Regions from separate parts of the Mus musculus genome. Here all the other regions are linked to region 3. The links are chromatin contacts, called in public HiChIP or PLAC-seq maps. All regions are on one chromosome and are shown on one strand. Each heading gives the region's core, a stretch centred on a gene start, on an enhancer-like site or on the middle of the called end of the contact. The rest is flanking DNA. Distances are from core to core; before and after follow the strand shown.

Region 1 (3,577 bases), core at 517-3,016, 400 kb before region 3:
CCAGGCCCCCCTCTGTCAATGCTTTTCTCTCTCCCTCAGGAAGAAATGTGACTCCTTGTTACAGCAACTCTTTATTCTCTGGTAACTCTGCCCTCTAAATGTAGTTCCTTCAGGGTTCCGTTTAAGGGCCTCTTTTCTCTGTGTGAACAGCTGCCACTTTTTAGAGGCCCATTTAAACTCCTCAGCTGCAACTACACAGATCTGTAGAAGTGGAGAGCATTGTATCTACTTCAGAAGAACATCACACGATCAAGAGTAGAAGGGAAAGTGTGTATCGTCTAACACATATGGACATTGTTGAGTATACGTTGGGGACCTTTGAGGTGGCTCAGTGGGTAAGAGCACTTGCAGTCAGGCCTGGCATCCTTCCACACACGTGATGTATTGGTACCATTACATACATACACATATAAAATAGAAATACATTTAAAAAAAAATTTTAAAAAAAGCCAGGCGTGGTGGCACACACCTTTAATCCCAGCACTTGGGAGGCAGAGGCAGAGGCAGGCGGATTTCTGAGTTCGAGGCCAGCCTGGTCTACAAAGTGAGTTCCAGGACAGCCAGAGCTATACAGAGAAACCCTGTCTTGAAAAACAAAAACAAAAACAAACAAACAAAAAAACATGGGTTTTGTTTTTCTTGTGTATGCATTACAGTACTCTCTCTGACATTAGCTCGGATGTGGGTCTCTTGTTTGCTTCTTTGTGTGTTATCTAACTGTCCTGAGAGCATCCAGGGGATTCTTCTCTCCATCTTCCTACTCACAGGAGCCTAAGATTAGACTCTTGCATTACCATGCCTCTTTACAGGTGTTCTGAGAATTTGACCTTGTGTCCTTGCACATCAGGGTTTGGCTTCGCACCCTGGAACAAGTGACTGAGGTGCATATTTTACCCGTCAAAGCAGACCTGGCCTCCAGGTTCTCCCAGCATCCTTCAGTCCCCACCTGGCATGCTCTGCCTCCACCCTGAACTTTCCAGCCCAGAGGCTGGGCTGCCCTTCCCCAAGAGGTTCTTCCCTATAGAATCCAGACATTTTGCTCTTGCTCTCTGGATCGATCTATCTCCCTCCCCCTGCCCCAGGCCCTTTCTCTTCTCCCTCTCTGCCCTTCCCATGGCGGTTCCCCGGCCTCTGTTCTTAAGGCCAGTGAACTCACCTGAGAGCAGCTTCCCAATAAACCTGCCTTTTAATATATTCTAATCTGTCTTGAATTGGCTCATTTTACCAGCAGAGAAATAACCTATCAGTCGTCTTGCATGCTTGAGTCACCTCCCTAGCCATTTTGTTCATGTATAGATGTACAACTTTTTAATGGTTTTTTTTAAGGTTTCATTGTATTCCTATGTATTTTAAAAATTATTTTTATGTATAAGGATGTTTTGCTTGCATGTATATTTGTGCACCATGTGAATACCTGGTGCCCTCAGATACCAGGAGAGAGTTTCCTCAGAAACTGAAGCTAAAGATGTTAGGCATCATATGGGTGCTGGGAATACAATCCAAGTCTTACATAAGAACAGCCAGTGCTCTTATCCCCAATGCCGTATCTCCAGCCCCGTATGTAAGTTTAACCAAGTCTCTATCGATCATTGCCTAATGCGTTATTTTTAGCAGTTATAAATAACGTTGGCATGAATGACCCTGTACATTTAATTTTTGTGCTGTATATCTTGGGGATTTCAAGAGTATAGGACCAATGCATTTTGGCGCCGGTGTGGTTAGAAAACACAGGCCAGGAGAGTTCCGGCCTCCGGTCAGCAGGTGGCGCTGCGCCCGCGACTAGCCGGAAGCGCCGATTGCCCCGCCGACAAACTGCTGGTGGCCGCGCAGGCGCGCTGTGCGGCTGGCGCGGGAGCCTGGCGGAGGGTCGCGATGCCGTACGCCAACCAGCCAACAGTGCGGATCACGGAACTCACCGAAGAGAACGTCAAGTTCATTATCGAGAACACGGACCTGGCGTAAGGCGGCGAGGGGAGAGGCGGGCGGGCGGCCGGGTCCTCGAGCTCCTGACCCCGGGGCTGTGGCTTCGGGGCCGCTCACACCGCCTGTCTTTCCTCCTGTAGGGTGGCCAATTCCATTCGGAGGGTCTTCATCGCAGAGGTGCCCATAATAGGTAAGCGACCGTCCCTGGGAGCCCGTGCCGCCCACCCTCCGCCCGGGGTGGGGGCTGAGAACACTGCGGTGCTGTACGCTGGGCTGGGGCAGCCTAGGCCCGCCTTGGTGCGTGCCTTGCTCAGCTGCGGGTTTCCCAGTACTGTTCGTCTACCCCAAAGCAACAGAAATCAAAACCAAGCACTGTTAAACAGCGGAGGGCTGCAGCCTCCTCATCCGGGCGGTGTAGATGCTAGGCGTCGTTAGCAGGTGATGCAGCGATTGCCGAAGTAGTGTAGATGATGCGCTTTTGCTTTGACGTCAGTGTTCGCTACTGGCTGGTGTCTTTTGAACATATATGCTGATTTTACAAAATCATGGGCTTCGTTATGTAGTTTGAAATCTACACACACAGAGTGTACCTGGTCTCTCCCATCCTTCCAGATAGTACCCTGCTATACTTTCTTGTCGTCTCCCCCTATCTTTTTGAAAACCTTTATTTACATATATGTGTCTATCTCTGGGCTCGAGTACCGGAGTTCATGTGTAGAGGTCAGAGTACAGCTTGTAGGAGGGATTCTCTTCTCCCACCATATGGGGCCCAGGATTGAACTCCTTAAGGCTTGACAACAAAAAGTATCTTGCACATCTTGCAGGCTCCGAACTTTCTCTTTATTAAAGAGAGAAAGAGAAAAAGAGAGAGATTCCACATGAGAGAAAGCATGTGTTATAAAGATTTTCTAATTTTGTTTGTTTGTTTGTTTTTCAAGACAGGGTTTCTCTGTGTAGCCCTGGCTGTCCTGGAACTCACTTTGTAGACCAGGCTGGCCTGGAACTCAGAAATCTGCCTGCCTCTGCCTCTGCCTCCCAAGAGCTGGGATTAAAGGCGTGCACCACCACTGCCCGGCTTAAGATTTTCTTTAACAAACAACATACTTTTGTTCCTTATTGTTGAAGTGTGTGTGTGTGTGTGTGTGTGTGTGTGAGAGAGAGACAGACAGACAGACAGACTTCGGTTTTTTGTTTTTTTAAATCCATCCTGGTGTCTTTTTAAAAATGAATTTCTTATTTCTGCTGCATATGTAAATCATGTACGTTTTCAGTTAGAGACAAGACATGAGCAAACATAACAAGGCAAAATATGACACCTTCAGGAGAATCTGACCAGTTTTATCGTTTGTTTGTTTGTTTGTTTTGAGAGAGGAAGGAGGCCAAAAGGGAGTGGAGCGTTTGTAAACATGGACACTCGAGGTTTTCTGAGATGGGGAATTCCCACCAGGGGTCGGGGAATGGGAATGGTGGAAGTAGATTAAGGGCATTCAATGGGCCCCAGAAGTAAATCATCAGGAAGCTTGGTCCTTGCTTGAGTTGAGGAAGCACTGCGGTGAAGGGCAGGTTGGGCCTATCCTCAGCTGGTCTTCCGGCCTCTTCCTGGCCTACATCAGCTCCTTGAGAACTGGGTTTCCAACACCACTGATTTCTGAAC
Region 2 (3,182 bases), core at 419-2,918, 300 kb before region 3:
CACCCAGAGCAAGCCTTAGTACCTGTCTCTTGCTCTAGAGCGGTTTCCCCTTGGAGAACTTCATGGTGAGTTTCTACCCAAAGGAGGAGATGTGTCAGGCACAGGGTTAGCACTCAGTGGAAAGTCCCTTTTCACCCAGTCCCTGATGAGGTCGCCAGTGAGGTGGTTGACTGCTGGGTTTAGGTTTGTCCCCGACAGAACCTAACTCAGCCCAGACTTATTGTGTCCTCAAGTCCTCTTTGTCACCACACAACTCTGACATCTCCATGGTAGGGTGCTGAGCCACACCCCTGCAAGAGGCTCAGCTAAGGCCTGCCTATGGAAGTGTGGGTGACTTGGGACAAAGCAGGTTAGTTGTGCAGAGTTGCCACCACTACAGATACTTCTTCTCTGGGTTTGCTACAGTCAAACACAGGACAGGAAATGGATATAAACTCAGATGTATCTCCTGTGAGGCTGTGCAGCTGGCTGAGACAGATGCAAAAACAGAATTCACTGTGATAAGTGATGGAGGGAGGGGGGCGCTTGGGAGCCAGGTCAGGGAAGAGAGCAATGACTAGGTCATTTCTGGCATTTTAATGCTGAGGCAGTGACAAGCAGTCACAACAGCCAACGTAAAACCAAAGGGTGAGGAGCAGAATCCACGTTACCCTCTCACTCAGGCTCACACTAAAGCCCTGTGGTGCCACAACCCTCCTGTAAGCATCCCGGAGCTACTGAACTCTGGACACCAAGAACACCAGCCCAAGCTGTGCCTTGTGGGGTCCAGTGAGGACTGACGAAGTGGGAATGGCATCTTGGAACTCGGCCACAGTCATTGTAGTCGCAGACTCTGACAGAGGGGCACGTGGCCACACAAGCTGCATGGCAGTTACAGCATCCTCACAGACCTGCCATGCAAGGGACTGTAACAGGAATCCCAGCTACCTGGGACCAGAGCCAAATAATACCACAAATGACCACACAAAGGCAGAAGGTAAGAACGGACTCTGACCTCCACTTGCATCCGGTGGCTTCTATGACCACCCCATGCCCACACACATCATCCCTACAACACACACATTAATAGAAAAAACAATTAAAGTAACGGCAAAGTACAAATCCCCAACATCGCCCACAGGGAGAAAAACGGCTTCTGTGAATGCTTCAGCTGGGTGCCTTCTGCACAGCCAAGACCAGGCAGTCTATGGGGAAGCACAGACACACAACCGAATCTCTCGAAACATGCAAAAGGAGGTTTGAATAAGAGTAGCAGCCTGAACTTCCTCAGTCTGGAAACTGCTTGCTCCCAGAAGAGCCGTTTCTATCAGGGTGAAGGTCAACACCTCTCTGGTGTGACGCCCACTCCTGTCACAGGGCTCCTTATAGCTGGAATGGAAGGGCTCAGTCGACAGGACAGGGAGAAGGGAAATACAAGGGCAGGAACCCTAAGTGGCCCACAGTTTCCTCCTCTTTTGTAGGAATGAAACTTGGAGTATGAGCAAATATTTAAACAGTGAGGGGGAGAGCACTAGCGATTAGTGATGAATCATTTAGAAAGGGACTCTCTAGGGGTCGGAGAAATGGCTCTGTGGTTAAAGGCACTTGCTTCTCTCCCAGAAGATAGGAGCTTAGTTTTAGTTCCTCATAGCCACATTGGGCCGCTCCAGGTGCTCTGGCACCCTCTTCTGGCTTCTGTGGGATCCTGCGTTCATGTGGCACATGCGTTGCTCATACAGACGTATAGGCACATATATTTTAAATTAAAAGTCTTTTAAAAACCCAAAGAAATAAGAAATAAAAATGGATCTGTGTGGATGTTTAAAAAGGCACACCTTTAGTGGTCCTTTGTAAGTCCTTTGCATGACTTGATGTCCTTGGGTGGAAGTGACTGTTGCATTGAGAGCTCTCTACTCAGGCAGCCTCTGACCTTGGCTTGCCTTTCATATCATGCTATCACCAAGCAGTCCTAGTGTCCCATGACCACTGTTCTTAAAAGATGTCATCAGGGGTCCTCACTGTCTGGGCTGCAGTGGAAGGTTGTTTATGGTCCCCCTGTCCCAGCACAGACTGCTTGAACTTGAACTTGAACTTGCTGTGTAGCTGAAGCAGGCTTTAAACTCATCCTCCTGCTTCCACCTCCCAAATGTAAGGATTACCCTTTATTTATTTGTTTTCATTTATTTATTTATTTATTTATTTATTTATTTATTTATTTATTTATTTTTGTTTGTTTGTTTTAAGACAGGATCTCAGTAGGTAGCCTTGACTGTCCTGGAACTCACTATGTAGCCTGGGCTAGCCTTGAACTCACAGAGATCTGCCTCTGTCTCCCGAGTGCTGGAACTTGTGAGAGAATATGCAGGGTACATATATTGTTTAACAAAAATAATCAGCAAACCACATGTCAGCACCACCCTTGTGAAGAAAGAGGTGCCACCCTGGCAGACTCTGTCCTCTTTCCACAATGCCCCTGCATCAGAGCGGAGCATTGTTTCAGTCTTTAGAAAAGTCCCCCTGGTTTTATATCAACTTTGCCACCTGTGTCTACATTCCTAAACCATGAAGTATGGCTTTGCCTGCTTGAGAAGCCTCCCTCCCTCCTCCCCTCCCTCCCTCCCTCCTTCCCTCTCTCCCTCCCTCCCTCCATGCCCATCTCCCTACTGTACTGGGGCTTTGTGCATACTAGGAAATGCTACCATTTGGCTATAACCACAGTCCTATTTAGAAAGTTTCTTCTTTTGAAGTCCTCTTTTCCCAGGTGTGTCAAGTTGAAACCAACATTAGCCAACACACACACACACACACACACACACACACACACACACACACTAGAAAACCTGCCCAGTGCTTTGCATGTGGGTTCTTTTGGGGTTTTTTTATGTACTCAGAATATCTTGATGAGGGATGAAGCTGATTTTATCTTCTCGGGTTTTTTTCTCTTTCTTTCTTTCTTTCTTTCTTTCTTTCTTTCTTTCTTTCTTTCTTTCTTTCTTCCTTCCTTCCTTTCTTTCTTTCTTTCTTTCTTTCTTTCTTTCTTTCTTTCTTTCTCTCTCTCTTCCTTCCTTTCTTTCTTTCTTTCTTTCTTTCTTTCTTTCTTTCTTTCTTTCTTTCTTTCTTATCAGTCCTTTATTGTTTTGTTTTCCAGCACTATGTGTGTATGTGTGCATGTGTGTATGTATGTATGTGTGTATGAATGTATG
Region 3 (3,376 bases), core at 330-2,829:
CAGAGAAGTGGCTGGCCTAAGCCAGGCAGGACACTGGTTGGATATGTAGCAGTACAGAAGTCAGGGACCTATGCTTGTAGGTAAGCCAGAGACAGAAACACAGATGGCCAAACATAAAGCAAAGCCACTAGAAGCTGATGCATGGCTGCAGACCTCTCTGGCCATCTCGGGTTCCTGGCACCATGTTGGGGTTGGATGTCTCACTGTGATAAGCTGATTCTGTGTATAGCCGCTCTCCTCCAGGGTGGAACTCTGGGCCCCCCCTGAATACTGCTTCTCAGAATGGGCCCCTTCCAAGTTTGCTTTGAGAACTCTCAGCTATTGCCTCAGGCCCAGACTAGAACACAAGTCACACATCACATCAGAGACCCCGAAAGGGTTTGCTTACAGGGAACAGCCCGGGTTCGCAGCCTTTGAAAAAGCCAGGTAGCCACCTGGCTTCCTGTGCTCCCCAAAGGGACTACCATTCAAACAGGAAGGCCTCGGGCAGTCCTGGGACACAGACATCTTCTGGTCCCAAGTCTTCCCTGAGCTCAGTCCCCAAAGCCACAACGCACAGAGAAGCTTCCAGCGGGGGTGGGAGAACTACAGGTGATGGATGTGTGATGTGGCTGCAGTCACCTACCTGTCCAATCATCACAGAGAAAGCAAAGACCCCGGTAAAATAGTTCAGCAGCTGGAAGACAATCTCAAAGAGCGTCTGGGGGTCGGGCAGTCCTCCGATGGTGATGAGGGTTTTCACAGCCCAGTAGTAGCATCGAATATAACTAGTAAGAGGTGGAAAAAGGACCTTGGTCACTACAGGAACGGCCGGGCTGATCTTGTGATCCTGGTTCAGACACCCATAGGGATCCCATACAGATGCAAGAAGATGCCCCCTCCTCTCAAGTGTTACGTGGGGTGGCTGAGGCTCTGCCCCAGCCTTGTGAGAACATGCCATCCTGGGACATAGATATGGAACTGAGGTCCCAGGAGGCACCTAGCCACAGCTCCAGGCTGAGTCCTTCTGGATATCAGCAAAGGGAGGCCAGCAGGGTCAAACAACCTGACTGACTTCCCTGGGCCTTCCCACCTATGCAGGGCACCACCAAAAGCACAGGCCCAGCCGGGCGTGGTGGCACACGCCTTTAATCCCAGCACTCGGGAGGCAGAGGCAGGAGGATTTCTGAGTTTGAGGCCAGCTTGGCCTACGAAATGAGTTCCAGGATAGCCAGAGCTACAGAGAGACAGAGAGAAACCCTGTCTCGAAAAACCAAAAAAAAAAAAAAAAAAAAAAAAAAAAAAAGCACAGGCCCTAGCATGGACCATCTCCAGTCGTCTTCCTCCTCTCTAAAATGGACACAGCAGGGGAACATTCTTCCCAGGCAACTGTGAGGATGAGTGAGCTGGAAGAGTGACCAGATCCTTATATCAGTCATCAAGACTCACACAGGGACTGCACCTGCCAGCTCATGCTAATGCCCATGCAGGCCTCAGACAAGCTGGGGTATCTTAGACAAGGCTGCTTGCCACAACAGACCAGTCTGCCCTGACATTTCCTACTATACCAGTACTGGTCACCAGGGGGCGCCTGGATCACCATAGGTAGATCTAAGCAGCCCCTCCTGCCTCCGGTTCAGCCATCTAACCAATCAAACTGTGGAGGGAGCTGAGTGTTCGCGCAGCTGGGCAGTGAACCACACAGAGGGAGGAAGAGGGGTGTCCTCAAAGTCCTAGCTTTCCCCTAAATGTTTCTAGTTGGCGTAATCTGACAAGGCACTTATTGGGTCCTCCTGGAGTGGGGCGCCGCCCCAACCCCGCTCAGTGCTACAGGCTGAGACAGAACACAATGGACTGCGTTAGGCAGGAACCGGTTTTCCAAGGCTTCTTGCTCCAGCACACAGCAGATCCTCCCCCGAGGGTGGCGGCTAATTTTTAGTTTATTTATAGTTATTTGCATTTTTTGGTTATTTGTAATTTATAGTATAATTAATTTATAAACTATAAAATACTACAATATTTTATAGTTGTGATTTTTTATATTTTACAGTTTTATTTTATATAGTTATAACATTTTATGGTTATAATTTGCAGTTATTTATACTTTTGAACTTCTTGAAAAAATTTTTGTTCTTTTTCTTTTTTTTTTTTTCTGGCTTCGAACTCAGAAACCCGCCTGCTTCTGCCTCCCAAGTGTTGGGATCAAAGGCGTGTGCCACCACTGCCCAGTGAGAAGGGGGTTCTTAGATTACAGGCATAGACTCCTTTGAGACTTGAAAGAAAGCCAGAAAACAACCTAGAGCAGCTTGCATAGTCTCAGAATTTAGCTTATGTTTCTAGGCTGGGCTGTTACTGTTTCCAGAGGCCAGGTTCTGAACTTCTTCCCGGCGTGGCGGCTTTCACGGCTGGGGCAGGCACTGGCCAGGCATGCGCACCAGCCAGACGCTCACTCATTGGTTTGTTACCGTTCATCCTCACAAGAGTCCTTAGTAGCTGCTTCCTAGCACTCAGGAAGCTAGTCAGGATAGAAAGCCCAACGGCGACTTGAGCTACAGAGTGAATTCAGGGCCAGCCTGGGCAACTTAGAGAGACTGTCTTTAAAATGCTTAATTAACCACACAGAAGGCCCTGGGTTTTGTCCCCAGAGCTTATGTATAGATCATAAAGAAGCAATGAAACCAGAGGCCTGAGATTCATGTATAATGATGTGCCCTCTGTGTGTGTATATCTCTGTGTGTATGTGAGTGTGTGTTTGTGTGTGTGTGTGTGTGTGTGTGTCTGTGTGTGAGTGTGTGTGTAATACACACACGATTTGAAAGGTGTAAGAGGAAGTTCTCCACTGTCTAGTGAACTCATACTTAACACAGCCATTACACATAGCAGTGATAACTCTGTCACTGGGATTAACCAAATATATTACTGTGATGGTTTGTATATGCTCGGCCCAGGGAGTGGCACTATGCAAGTGGGTGGCCCTATTGGAGTAGGTGTGTCACTGTGGGTGTGGGTTTTAAGACCCTCACCCTAGCTGCCTCGGAGTCAGTATTCTGCTAGCAGCCTTCAGTTGAAGGTGTAGAACTCTCAGCTCCTCCTGCACCATACCTGCCTGGATGCTGCCATGTTCCTGCCTTGATGATAATAGACTGCATCTCTGAACCTGTAAGCCAGCCCCAATTCAATGTTGTCCTTTATAAGAGTTGCCTTGGTCATGGTGTCTGTTCACAGCAGTAAAACACTAAGACAATTACTAACGTTGATGCGGCTTCCTTTTGTGTCTTTGATATGGCTGTTAAAGCATTTCAGGTCGCATGCATGAGGCACCTCATGCTGCTCCTGTGCAGCCTTGCTTTAGGCAGTGGGGATCCAGCCAGGGCTTTCCGTTTGCTGTCCACTATGC

Evidence for each region. HiChIP or PLAC-seq counts read pairs in DNA pulled down with a chosen protein or histone mark.
Region 1: a contact with region 3 is called in an H3K4me3 HiChIP or PLAC-seq map of neural tube, with 3 times the contacts expected there. The contact joins the promoter of Polr2c here to the enhancer-like site in region 3. A contact is called at or near these places in 1 of 39 promoter capture datasets (pre-B cells) and 3 of 115 datasets of contacts at active chromatin or transcription factors (large pre-B cells, memory CD8 T cells and neural tube).
Region 2: a contact with region 3 is called in an H3K4me3 HiChIP or PLAC-seq map of bone marrow-derived macrophages, with 5 times the contacts expected there. The contact joins two enhancer-like sites. A contact is called at or near these places in 1 of 15 datasets of contacts at CTCF or cohesin (large pre-B cells), 3 of 484 Hi-C or Micro-C datasets (differentiating embryonic stem cells, gonadal supporting cells and nephron progenitors), 8 of 115 datasets of contacts at active chromatin or transcription factors (astrocytes, bone marrow-derived macrophages, embryonic forebrain and 4 more) and 1 of 9 other capture datasets (embryonic stem cells).

Annotation. Positions count from the first base shown.
Region 1 is chr8:94,855,684-94,859,260 of GRCm38.p6, forward strand. It overlaps Polr2c (polymerase (RNA) II (DNA directed) polypeptide C), which reads left to right and starts at 1,767. Exons shown (of 9, transcript NM_009090.5): 1 at 1,767-1,958; 2 at 2,064-2,113. The coding sequence starts at 1,873.
Region 2 is chr8:94,953,678-94,956,859 of GRCm38.p6, forward strand. No RefSeq gene overlaps it. Among named protein-coding and RNA genes, the nearest start is that of Gm30968, 21 kb to the right of the region's middle. Within about 2 kb of position 1,669, at least 98 of the 459 cell types and tissues checked have an H3K27ac peak or open chromatin away from gene starts, as enhancers often do. A contact at or near this core is called in bone marrow-derived macrophages, where this site is marked.
Region 3 is chr8:95,253,437-95,256,812 of GRCm38.p6, forward strand. It overlaps Cngb1 (cyclic nucleotide gated channel beta 1), which reads right to left. Exons shown (of 33, transcript NM_001195413.1): 26 at 626-767. Among named protein-coding and RNA genes, the nearest start is that of Cngb1, 51 kb to the right of the region's middle. Within about 2 kb of position 1,580, at least 130 of the 459 cell types and tissues checked have an H3K27ac peak or open chromatin away from gene starts, as enhancers often do. A contact at or near this core is called in bone marrow-derived macrophages, memory CD8 T cells and neural tube, where this site is marked.